3 separate regions of the Mus musculus genome follow, and regions 2 and 3 are each linked to region 1. The links are chromatin contacts, called in public HiChIP or PLAC-seq maps. All regions are on one chromosome and are shown on one strand. Each heading gives the region's core, a stretch centred on a gene start, on an enhancer-like site or on the middle of the called end of the contact. The rest is flanking DNA. Distances are from core to core; before and after follow the strand shown.

The links. HiChIP or PLAC-seq counts read pairs in DNA pulled down with a chosen protein or histone mark.
Region 2: a contact with region 1 is called in an H3K27ac HiChIP or PLAC-seq map of embryonic stem cells, with 5 read pairs. The contact joins the promoter of Usp32 here to the enhancer-like site in region 1. A contact is called at or near these places in 1 of 15 datasets of contacts at CTCF or cohesin (the NIH/3T3 cell line), 2 of 484 Hi-C or Micro-C datasets (embryonic retina and embryonic stem cells), 1 of 115 datasets of contacts at active chromatin or transcription factors (embryonic stem cells) and 2 of 9 other capture datasets (adipose tissue and liver).
Region 3: an H3K27ac HiChIP or PLAC-seq map of embryonic stem cells shows a contact between it and region 1, with 7 read pairs. The contact joins two enhancer-like sites. A contact is called at or near these places in 1 of 484 Hi-C or Micro-C datasets (nephron progenitors) and 2 of 115 datasets of contacts at active chromatin or transcription factors (embryonic stem cells and pancreatic cancer cells).

What each region holds. Positions count from the first base shown.
Region 1 is chr11:84,845,578-84,848,971 of GRCm38.p6, forward strand. The region is part of intron 6 of Ggnbp2 (gametogenetin binding protein 2); the gene reads right to left. Among named protein-coding and RNA genes, the nearest start is that of 4930502E09Rik, 18 kb to the left of the region's middle. Within about 2 kb of position 1,309, at least 19 of the 459 cell types and tissues checked have an H3K27ac peak or open chromatin away from gene starts, as enhancers often do. A contact at or near this core is called in embryonic stem cells, where this site is marked.
Region 2 is chr11:85,138,359-85,141,647 of GRCm38.p6, forward strand. Usp32 (ubiquitin specific peptidase 32) reads right to left here and starts at 1,597. Exons shown (of 34, transcript NM_001029934.1): 1 at 1,353-1,597. The coding sequence starts at 1,410. It also overlaps a transcript of 1700125H20Rik not described here.
Region 3 is chr11:85,181,472-85,184,531 of GRCm38.p6, forward strand. No RefSeq gene overlaps it. Among named protein-coding and RNA genes, the nearest start is that of 1700125H20Rik, 12 kb to the left of the region's middle. Within about 2 kb of position 1,685, at least 121 of the 459 cell types and tissues checked have an H3K27ac peak or open chromatin away from gene starts, as enhancers often do. A contact at or near this core is called in embryonic stem cells, where this site is marked.

The DNA.
Region 1 (3,394 bases), core at 59-2,558:
AAGAGAAGAGAAGAGAAGAGAAGAGAAGAGAAGAGAAGAGAAGAGAAGAGAAGAGAGAAAAAGAGAAAGAATGAGAAAGAAAGAAGAGAGAAAGAAAAAGAGAAAGAGAAAGAAAAAAAGAAAGAGAGAAAGAAAAAGAGAAAGAAAGAGAGGAGAGAGAAAAAGAGAGAGAAAGAAAGAAAGAGAAAGAGAGAAAGGAAGAAAGAAAGAAAAAGAGAGAAAGAAAGGGAGAAAGAAAGAAGGAAAGAGAGAGAAAGGGAGAGAAAGAAAGAGAAAGAAAAAGAGAGAATTAAAGAGGAAGAAAGAAAGAAGAGAGAGCGAAAGAGAGAAAAAGAGAAAGAAAAAGAAAGGGAAAGAAAGAAAAAGAAAGAAAAAGAGGGAAAGAGAGAAAGGAAGAAGAAAAAGAGAGAAAGAAAGAAGGAAAGAGAAGAAAGAAGAGAAGAAAGAAAGAAAAAGGAAGAACGAAAAAGAAAAAGGAAGAAAGTAAGAAAATGAAAGAGAAAGGAGGAGGGAAAGGAAGAAAGAAAGAGAGAAAGAAAGACAGACAGAAAGAAAGAGGGAGAAAGAAAGAGAGAAAAGAACGAAAGGAAGGACGAAAGAGAAAGACAGAAAGGGAGAAAGGAAGAGAAAGAGAAAGAAAGAAAAAGAGAGAGGAAGGAAGGAAGGAAGGAAGGAAGGAAGGAAGGAAGGAAGGAAGGAAGGAAGCTCAAAAAAAAAAGTTAAGGCCTTCAATTCCAGCATTGGGAGGTAGAGGCAGGTGGATTTCTGATTTCGAGGCCAGCCTGGTCTACAGAATGAGTTCCAGGAAGATTGACAGATTAGATAAGATAGGTAAGACAGAACACCATGAAAATATGAAGGTTCCACAAAATAAAAACTAGAGGCAAGTGAGATGTCTTGGTGGGTAAATGGCACTTGCTGCCAAGACTGGAGTCCCGAGTTTAACTTTGGGGACTTACATGATAGAAGGGAACCAACTAATGTAACCAATGTAAGTTATCCAATGATCTCTGTATGCACTCTTTAGTATGTGTACATCCACACTACACTGATACAAATAAATAAAATGTCATTAAAAAAATAAAAAACTACCATATGATTGAGGAATCCCACTTTTTTTGTTGTTGACTTTTGTTTTTTCGAGACAGGGTTTCGCCCTGGCTGTCCTGGAACTCACTCTGCAGACCAGGCTGGCCTCAAACTCAGAAATCCGCCTGCCTCTGCCTCCTGAGTGCTGGGATTAAAGGCGTGCACCACCACGCCCAGCTATGGAATCCCACTTCAAAGAATTATGTTATGGATGGCTCTGGGTTGCATGTATTTTTATGTTAATTCTGCTCTCCCAGGAGAGGTTATCTGGAATGAGAGGCTGTCTGGAATGAGGAATGAGTCACATCTCAGGTGGCTTCTTGTGAACCAATTCCCTAATGAATAAAGGAGTCAATCACTGGGCAAAGCAGGCCTTCCAGGTTGGATGGAGGAAGAAAGGAAACAGGAGTTAGGCCCTTTTGGAATAGGGACGGCATTAAGGGTAAGATGTAGCTGCTAGTGTTTCCCAATATCATGGCGGATCCAGGAATCAGATTTTAATATGGCTTACAAGATTAGGTTTAGTTGTTGCACCCAGTGACTGAGTTATCATTGTTTCTGAATTAAGTCTCTATGGCATTTACCTTCACGCAGCGGTTCAACTGGGTTCAAGAGAGAAAGGTATGGTGGCAAAGCGTGGGTTTGCCAGATGTACACCACAAAGGCCATGGGGGGTTTTGAAGCACGGGTTTGGCGTGGTAATGGCTCGCCAATGGAAACTAAGCAAGCTGGGTGGAGACATCGGGCTGGGGCCTGAGAGTTGCGCCGGAATGTGCTGGTTGTCTTTTAATTCCCGCAAAAGATGGTGCCCAACATGAGGCAAGAATCCATTAAAAATTTAAGATTAGCCTGAGTTTTATTTTTTTATTTTATTTTTATTTTTTAAGTGAGTAGCTAGGTGGCGTTGAGATGAGAGTAACCTGGATTCAAGCATGGGAACTGAAGCAGTGAAAGCAGGCTCTGAGGTCCCCTGCTGTGGGGTATTCAGGTTGCTTTGAGTTAGAGAGCTGCAGAATGGAAGTTGCCTACTTCTTGGGGCAAAGATTGATTGCACTGTGAATTTATAGAATTGGGATTATTTGCTTTTAGGATAGATTTATATACAGATTTTGTCTGAATCACACGGGGAATTTTGCCTGCAGTTTGGAACTAGGATAGGGAAAATTAGTCACTGACTTCAAATAGAGAGGGCAGTGAACAGGCATTAATAAATGTCTGTGGCTTTAGGCAGAGCGCCAAGCAGATCGATGGTATCACAAGGTGGCTGTTCTAGACAGAGCTTAACAAGTAAAAATTACGTGTTTCTGATAGGCAGATATTAGTGAACGTTTGAATTGCTTTAAAGATGGTATAAAGATATATTCCCTCTAATACACCTTATAGGATACTCAGATTCTATCTAACGTGGGCTCCATGGGAATTCTGGGTTATTATCCTGCACGGCAAAATAGAGAAGGCCTAATAATAGGCACATACAGTATTTTAGTTTACTTCACATGTTTTGGATTATTTTAACTTTTAAAACAGGTCTGAATATTTGACCTCTGGGAAAGGTCAAAATAAAGGTTTGTCTGGTTACTGGCTCAGGGATATGCTGATCTGGGGAAAAGGTTTTGTCTTTATGTTTTAATAAAAGGTGATTAGTGTCTATACACCTTCCAGAGTAAAATGGAACAGAGTTGATAGAGACCCCCTAAAGAACTAGATTCCAGAGAATCAAATAAAAGGTTATCTTGATACTAAAATTTTGATTTTGAGATTTGTATAGTACAGAATATACAGCCTTGGTGAGTCTCCGCTTGAACTCTGGATGTCTTGGACTTTCAGCCGGATCCAGTCACAACACAGACATCAGAGACTAAACCAATCATTGGTGTGGCCTTAAGGCCAACCAATTCCATTTTCCCACCTCGACCCTCCTCCTTTAAAATATCTCAACACCCATATTCAGCTCGAAGAATTTATGAAGAGTTATCAACCCACTTCCCTGGGCTTTGGGGCTAGAGGTGGTTATTAGGAGTTGTCTTTCTAGGGAAATGTAGAAATGGTCAAAATTGAAATTGGGAGTAGCAGCTAGGATTGACTGCACAGCCATAATCTGATTTGGTAGAAATCTTTTTAATTGTTACTAAGTTGAAGTCATAACTTCTTATTTTGGTATAGAATTGATATTGCTGCAAAATCAAGATTTTCATTGGTATAAATTTCTTCTATTGATACAGAAAATTTAAAAGTACAGGGCTTGGACCCAATCCTTCCACAACTGTTTTTATAAACTGATCTGAGATGATGAAGCCCGTGAGTT
Region 2 (3,289 bases), core at 347-2,846, 290 kb after region 1:
GATATGGTAAGGAAGAACCACTAAAAGGTGTATTTTCGCTATTCTGCTCAGCCCCAAAATTGATGCAGCTACAATTCTGTATCTTATTTTCTGTTTATTAGGTTGTGGGTCCAATGAACTTATTTCTCTTTGTATATGAACTAGATCTCATTTCTAAATCCTCACTTTAAAATGTCTTTTTCATCATATTTTAAGTTTCTATCCCAAGCTACTAAAAACACCTGGCGCATGACTGAATTTACTTATTTATTTATTTATTTATTTATTTTGGTCTTAGAAATCTGTTAACAATAATGTCTGGCCACTAATCTGCTTAATGTTTTTCACTTCTTACCAAGAAAATCCATTAAACATCAAAGAGAACTACAAGCACCACACAGACACACTCTCAAATCTCAGTCATGAAAAATTAAGTCACATTCCGGCCATAAACTGTGCAAGACACTTCCAGTTAGCACGAGCTTTACACTGACAATCGTATCAGAGTAAGTGGTAGGGGGTTGGGGGCTATTAACAACACAGTGTGAATCAGAGCCAAGAGCAGCAGCCGTTGACAGCAAGGCCAGTCTCTGAAGGGAGCTGTAATACAGTATCACAATGCTGGGTTTCCGAATGCCATTTTAAGGGAGCGAGGGGGTAAGAACTGGGAATCAAGTGTACTAAAACCGTCTGATCAATGTCCGAGGAGAGGAAACCTAAGACAAGGTCTTATGAACATCAGCTGTCTAATCTGTTCTCACCTTAAACACAACTTCACTTTCAGGTCGTTCTTAATCAAAGTCAACCGCTCAAAGGGTGAAGGATGGCAGGAGTAAATGGAAGGATAGTCATCGCCCTCAACAGAGAGGCAAAGACCCTGGGAAAACCAGAGGCTCCCTAATAGAAAAGGACTTCCAGGAGCAAAACAGAACGCCCTGTCTTCTCCTCCAGCCAATGCTGTTAGAAACCAGATTAGGATGTTGTCGGAGGCTTTTTTTTTTTTTTTTAAATGAAAGAGTGATATGAGAAAATGGCACTGAAGGATGAGGGGGCCTGGAAGGGTTGAGCCACCCAAGAACCGATGGTCAGGGCTTCCCTGCACCTAAACAAGATAACAACGCCAACCGAGTGCACCGGCAATGGCCAGCCAGCGCCCGGTACCCCCGTCACTGCCAAAGCTTCGCCCCCTCCCCTAGTGCCCCAATTCCCACACCCCGCTTCCCCTTCCACCTCCCTGCCCTCGATATTCCCACGGCTGGCCTCCCGGGTCCTTCGCCAGGCACCCCACGCCCCAGCCTCCTCTCCCTCCGGCCACCCACCCCTGGGCGCTCCGCGCTGGCCTCCCCGCAGCTCACTCGACCCCTCCCCCTCACCTCTCCTCAGCGCCTCCTCGTAGCTGAGGAATCCGATCCGTGACTCCTTGGCGCCCATGCTCCCCTCATCCCCTCGGCCGGGGGTCGGAGCCTGCTTTCGCCCCCACCCCCCTCCCGCCTCCTTCGCGGCGTCGCCGGCTGACGGTGTCGGCGTCCCCGGCCCCCTCCTCCCCCAACACTAACAAGTGCGGCTTCTGCCCCAGCGACTCCTCCCGGCCGCCGCCGCCGCCTCCATGCCGAGTCACGTGACCCGCTCCCACCCCGCCCCCTTCCCCTCCCTCCTACTCCGCCCTTCTCCTCTCTCTCCTCCCTTCGCGTCTCGCCTCACTCCTCCTCTCCTCCCTTCCGCCCCCACCCCGCCCTCCCGCCAGCACCGCCGCGGGTCACCTGACCCAAGGCCCGGGACGGTTCCGGGTAATGGCCGCCGGGGGGCCACGCTCCGCCCCACCCCACGCTAAGAGCGCGCAGGGGGGGCGGGGCGGCCTCGCCACACGTAGCACGTCATCCCTATCTTCCTGCCAATCCTAGGCCTCGAATCCCGCCGCGGCGCTCAGCTGGCCAAGAGGGCAGTGACTTCCGGGGCGCCCGAGGACGGGTCTTCCCGCCCCCCACGTTCTGGCGTTCGACGGGCGGGGCCGGAGCGATGACGGTTGGTGCTGCGGTGGCCGCGACCCACCTTGGAAGACTAGGGGAATGTTAGGGAGCAGGGGGGGTCTGAGGAAAGCGGTGCGGGCGACAAAAGGAGCGGGCAGGCGGGGGACCCCTAACGTTCGGGGGATGTTGGCAGAAGTGGAAGATGAGACTCACGGCTTCTCTGAGAAGATACCTCTTTTTCCTTCTAGAGATGGAGCCTCAGGACAGGGCAGTGGACCTTGTCGCAGTATTTTACTTTCTACGCCTTCCCATTCTCCAAACGCGGCTGCCTTAGCTTTTCTTTCAGAGGCCCAAGCCACTATGTTGGTCCATTTTTCCCTCTGAACCTGTTGCCTCCCTCCCCCAATTTTTTTAAGCCGCATTAGATGTTTTGTTTTGGGTGTTTGTTTCTGACGCAGGGTTCTGCTTTGTAACCCAGGCTGTCCTCGAACTTGTAGATTCGCGTGCCTCAGTTTCCCATGTACTGGTTCTACAAGAAACACCACACCCAGCCCTGCCACCTTCATGCTTCAACCAAACACTTGCCCTCTAAAAATGAGACAGTTCAAAACTGAGTAGCTTGCTTTAAAATACATATATTTTATGTATAATACATATGTATATAGTGTGTGTGTGTGAATTTAGTAGCATTAACATTTACATCGTTATTCAGTCTTAGTTTATCTTCAGGACTACTTGATCTAGTAGAGAACTGAAACTTTCAACAGTAATGTTGGTTCATCAAGGCAACTACATTTCTCCTGTGACTGGCTTATTTCACTTAACATGGCTCATTGTGTTGTAGCATATCAGGCATGTGGTTCAGCAATTCCACTTCTCAGTATATAGTCCCGAAGTATGTCTTTAAAGGGATGTGTGAACAGCTATTTATGCACTCAGCATTTATAGTATATACAATAGTCAAAACGTTAAAAATAAATGTCATAAGTTAGTAAACAAAATGTGGTGTATAAACACAATGGAATGTTTTTCCATTTCCTTTTTCTGGGTGGGGGAACCAGTGAGACAAGTTCTAGCAGTTGCCTGGACTGGGACTTGTGGCAGTCCTCCTGTCTCTGCCTCCAGATGTTGGAAGCCTATGCCCCACACCTGGTTCCCATTTCATTTTCACTCTGATGTGTATCTGTCTTCACCATGAAAGTCATGCCATTGGGTGGGTGGATATGGGGGACTTTTGGTATAGCATTGGAAATGTAAATGAGTTAAATACCTAATAAAAAATGGAAAAAAAAATAAAAATAAAAATAAATACTGGCAAAAGAAAACAGAAAAAAAAAAAAAAA
Region 3 (3,060 bases), core at 435-2,934, 340 kb after region 1:
ACAGGAAAGCACAGGATGGGATAACTGATTGAACCGGGTCAGTCAGTGACAAGTCTAGCAGCCTCTGAATCATCTAGACTCCATCTTCTCTGTAGCGTGGGGCAGGCAGTGCCAAGGGAGGAGAGGTACAATGGAATGAACCGATGCTGCTCGGGTATTGGGGAGATTTCCAAATGACCGTGAGAGAGGCTAGAAATAGAATCCCAAAGAAGAAATACCAATAGTCTTAGCAGAATGGTGAGTTGGGTTAGTGATCAAAATTTGGCAGCTACTAATGCATTTAATTACCAACGAGGAGTTCCACTTGCACACATCATTTTAAAAATATTAGTTGCCAATATTATAACTGTCATTTCCCATTAAATGAAAAGTCAGACTTCTAGCCTCTCATACAGCTACCCACTTTTGAATTGCGTCCTATGTGGCAGGTGCTGGAGTGGAGGAGCAGTTGCATCAGCCTTTCTGATATGCTTCCTAGTTTACTATGGCTCCTCCCAACCCTGTGCCTTGAACAATGGACTTCACACATCTACAACTCCTGTGCAACTCTTGGGGCCGTTGTTATTTGATATCCCCAAAGTACACAGAAGCAACACAGGTATGCAACAAGAATGACAAACTTAGGTTCAAAAACACTTGGCTACATTCATTCATTCATTCATTCATTTTTTATTTGTTCATTTATTTATTGTGTGTGCCTTTGTGTCAGTGGATACTGTGAGGATCCACTGTGAGGACATTAGGGAATCAGTTCTTTCCTTCCACCACCAAATGGACCCAAGATGGAACCCAGACCGTCAGGCTGGAAGGCGAGCACCTTTACCCGCTAAGCCCTCTTGTCCTCTTTTGTTATACAGTGCTGGAAATCCAAACTAGGGCCTTGCACATTCCGGACAACATGAATCACACCTTCAGCAGTCAGTTGATGGGTTTGGATGATACCCATGAGAGGCAAGAAAGGAAAAGAGGAAACTAGAGACTTAAAAAAATGCACATTGCTTCCAGCTCCAGAAACCATTTACCTGGAGTCTCCAAGCAAGGAAGTGGGCTCGGTGATTTTCTCTCTAAGTGTGCGTGTGCGCGCGCGTGTGTGTGTGGTGTGGTGTGGTGTGTGTGTGTGTGTGTGTGAATATATGGAGCATGTGGGATTCTCTGGAACTGTAGTTCATAAGTGGTTTTGAGCCAACTGATGTGGGTGCTGGGAATACCCACATCTTCCTCTGGAAAGGCAAGAAGCACAGGCTATCGCTGATAGCCTTCTCTCTCCAGCCTCCAAGGCCCAGCGATTTTGTTTGTTTTATGAGACAGAGTTTATCTATGTATCTCTGGCTGTCCGAACACTCTGTAGACCACTCGAACTCACAGAGAGTTGTCTGCCTTTGCCCCTTCAAGGCATGCACCACTCACTTCAGTTTTCCTTTATATTTTTCCTCTTCCCCCCCCCCCCCCCCCCAACACAAGCGACAAGACATGAGGACCCTGCCCAAGGCAAATGGGAACCAGGTACTTCAGGGCCAGGGTAAATGTGTGTAGCAGGAAGGTCACGTGGTGCGGGAGCAGCTCGCTCTTTCCCTTTAACCCTTGCCTGGCTGGATCACAACAATTTTGACAAAGCAGGAGGACCACGGAGAGAGGGGCGGCCTACCGGAAACTGCGTGATACGGAGGGGCTCCCAGCAAAATAGGGTGCTGGTCATGGTCCGTGGGGCAGCACCGCCACCTACAGGAACTGTGGGGAGTACCGCTGCCTTCCAACCTGGCTCCCGCGCGCAAAACCCCGGGTAGAGGTGCTGGGGAGCTCTCCTTAAGGCAACAGCGGAGGCTGGGTTTGGTGTCCTCTTTCCTCAAACGCAGTACGATCTTAGAATTCTAAAACGGCAGATCACAGGTTTCTCTGCTTAAAACTCCAACGTTCCTCAATTCATCTGAAGTCAGGGTCAGCTCTGCCTTGGTGTGGTGCACACCTCTAATCTCAGCGATGGGGAGGGAAGGCAGGAGGACAGCTTGTGCGACATCATTTAGCCTGTCTCAAAATCAGCTAAACAATACAAAGAACGCCTAAGTTATCTGCTAGGTCCAGTCTGATCCACTCCCACAGCTCCTCCAACCCTTGCTTTCCCCGAGCCCGTCAGGCCTGGCGCCGTTTCAATTTTATATTCCTGTGACAAAACACATGAGAGAATAAGCTTACAAAGAGTTTCCTCTTTTTAAAATTTGTAAATTATATTTTCACATGGCCAGAAGATAACTAACTTGCTTATCGGTATATCCTAAGCAATTATAATAGTGAACAGCCCATATTAGTCATTTAGCATTCTGTTGAATTAACAAAAGAAAGAGCATAGCCAAACAGCACTTTTTTTTTTTTTAAAAGATTTATTTATTTATTGTATGTAAGTACACTGTAGCTGTCTTCAGACACTCCAGAAGAGGGAGTCAGATCTCATTACAGATGGTTGTTAGCCACCATGTGGTTGCTGGGATTTGAACTCCAGACCTTTGGAAGAGCAGTCGGGTGCTCTTACCCACTGAGCCATCTCACCAGCCCCAAACAGCACTTTTTCAACTACTGTCTAGAGGAGAAAAGACAGCCCCAAGAATAAAGGCAATGAATGTCTCCTGTACTGGAAGTCGGTGTAAGGATTCGGGCTGATGACCTACTGGCTGCAAATGACAGTACACAGTGACACTATGACTCCTGATCTTGGCCAGCCTGACATTTTTCATGACATGTAAACAACTGGGAGACTAATGTGTTCTTGATTGATAGGTTGATTGGTTACTTTAAGTAGTTTAGGCCTGATTCCAAGTCCAAGGTGTGTGTACCTTGTGCCTTCCATGACCAGAAGATGGCGCCAAATCCCCTAGAATAAGAACTAACTAGTTAAGGTGTGAGCAGCTATGTAGATAGATGCTGGGAACTGAACCCAGGTCTTAGCTGCCAAGCCACCGCTTCAGCCCTCCAATGCATTATTCCTAAAGTTAGTTGCACGTTCTCAGCTAAGGTGTGTCCAACCCAATGGATGACCTTGGAGTGGTAGTAAGGATGTCAGAGAGTAGC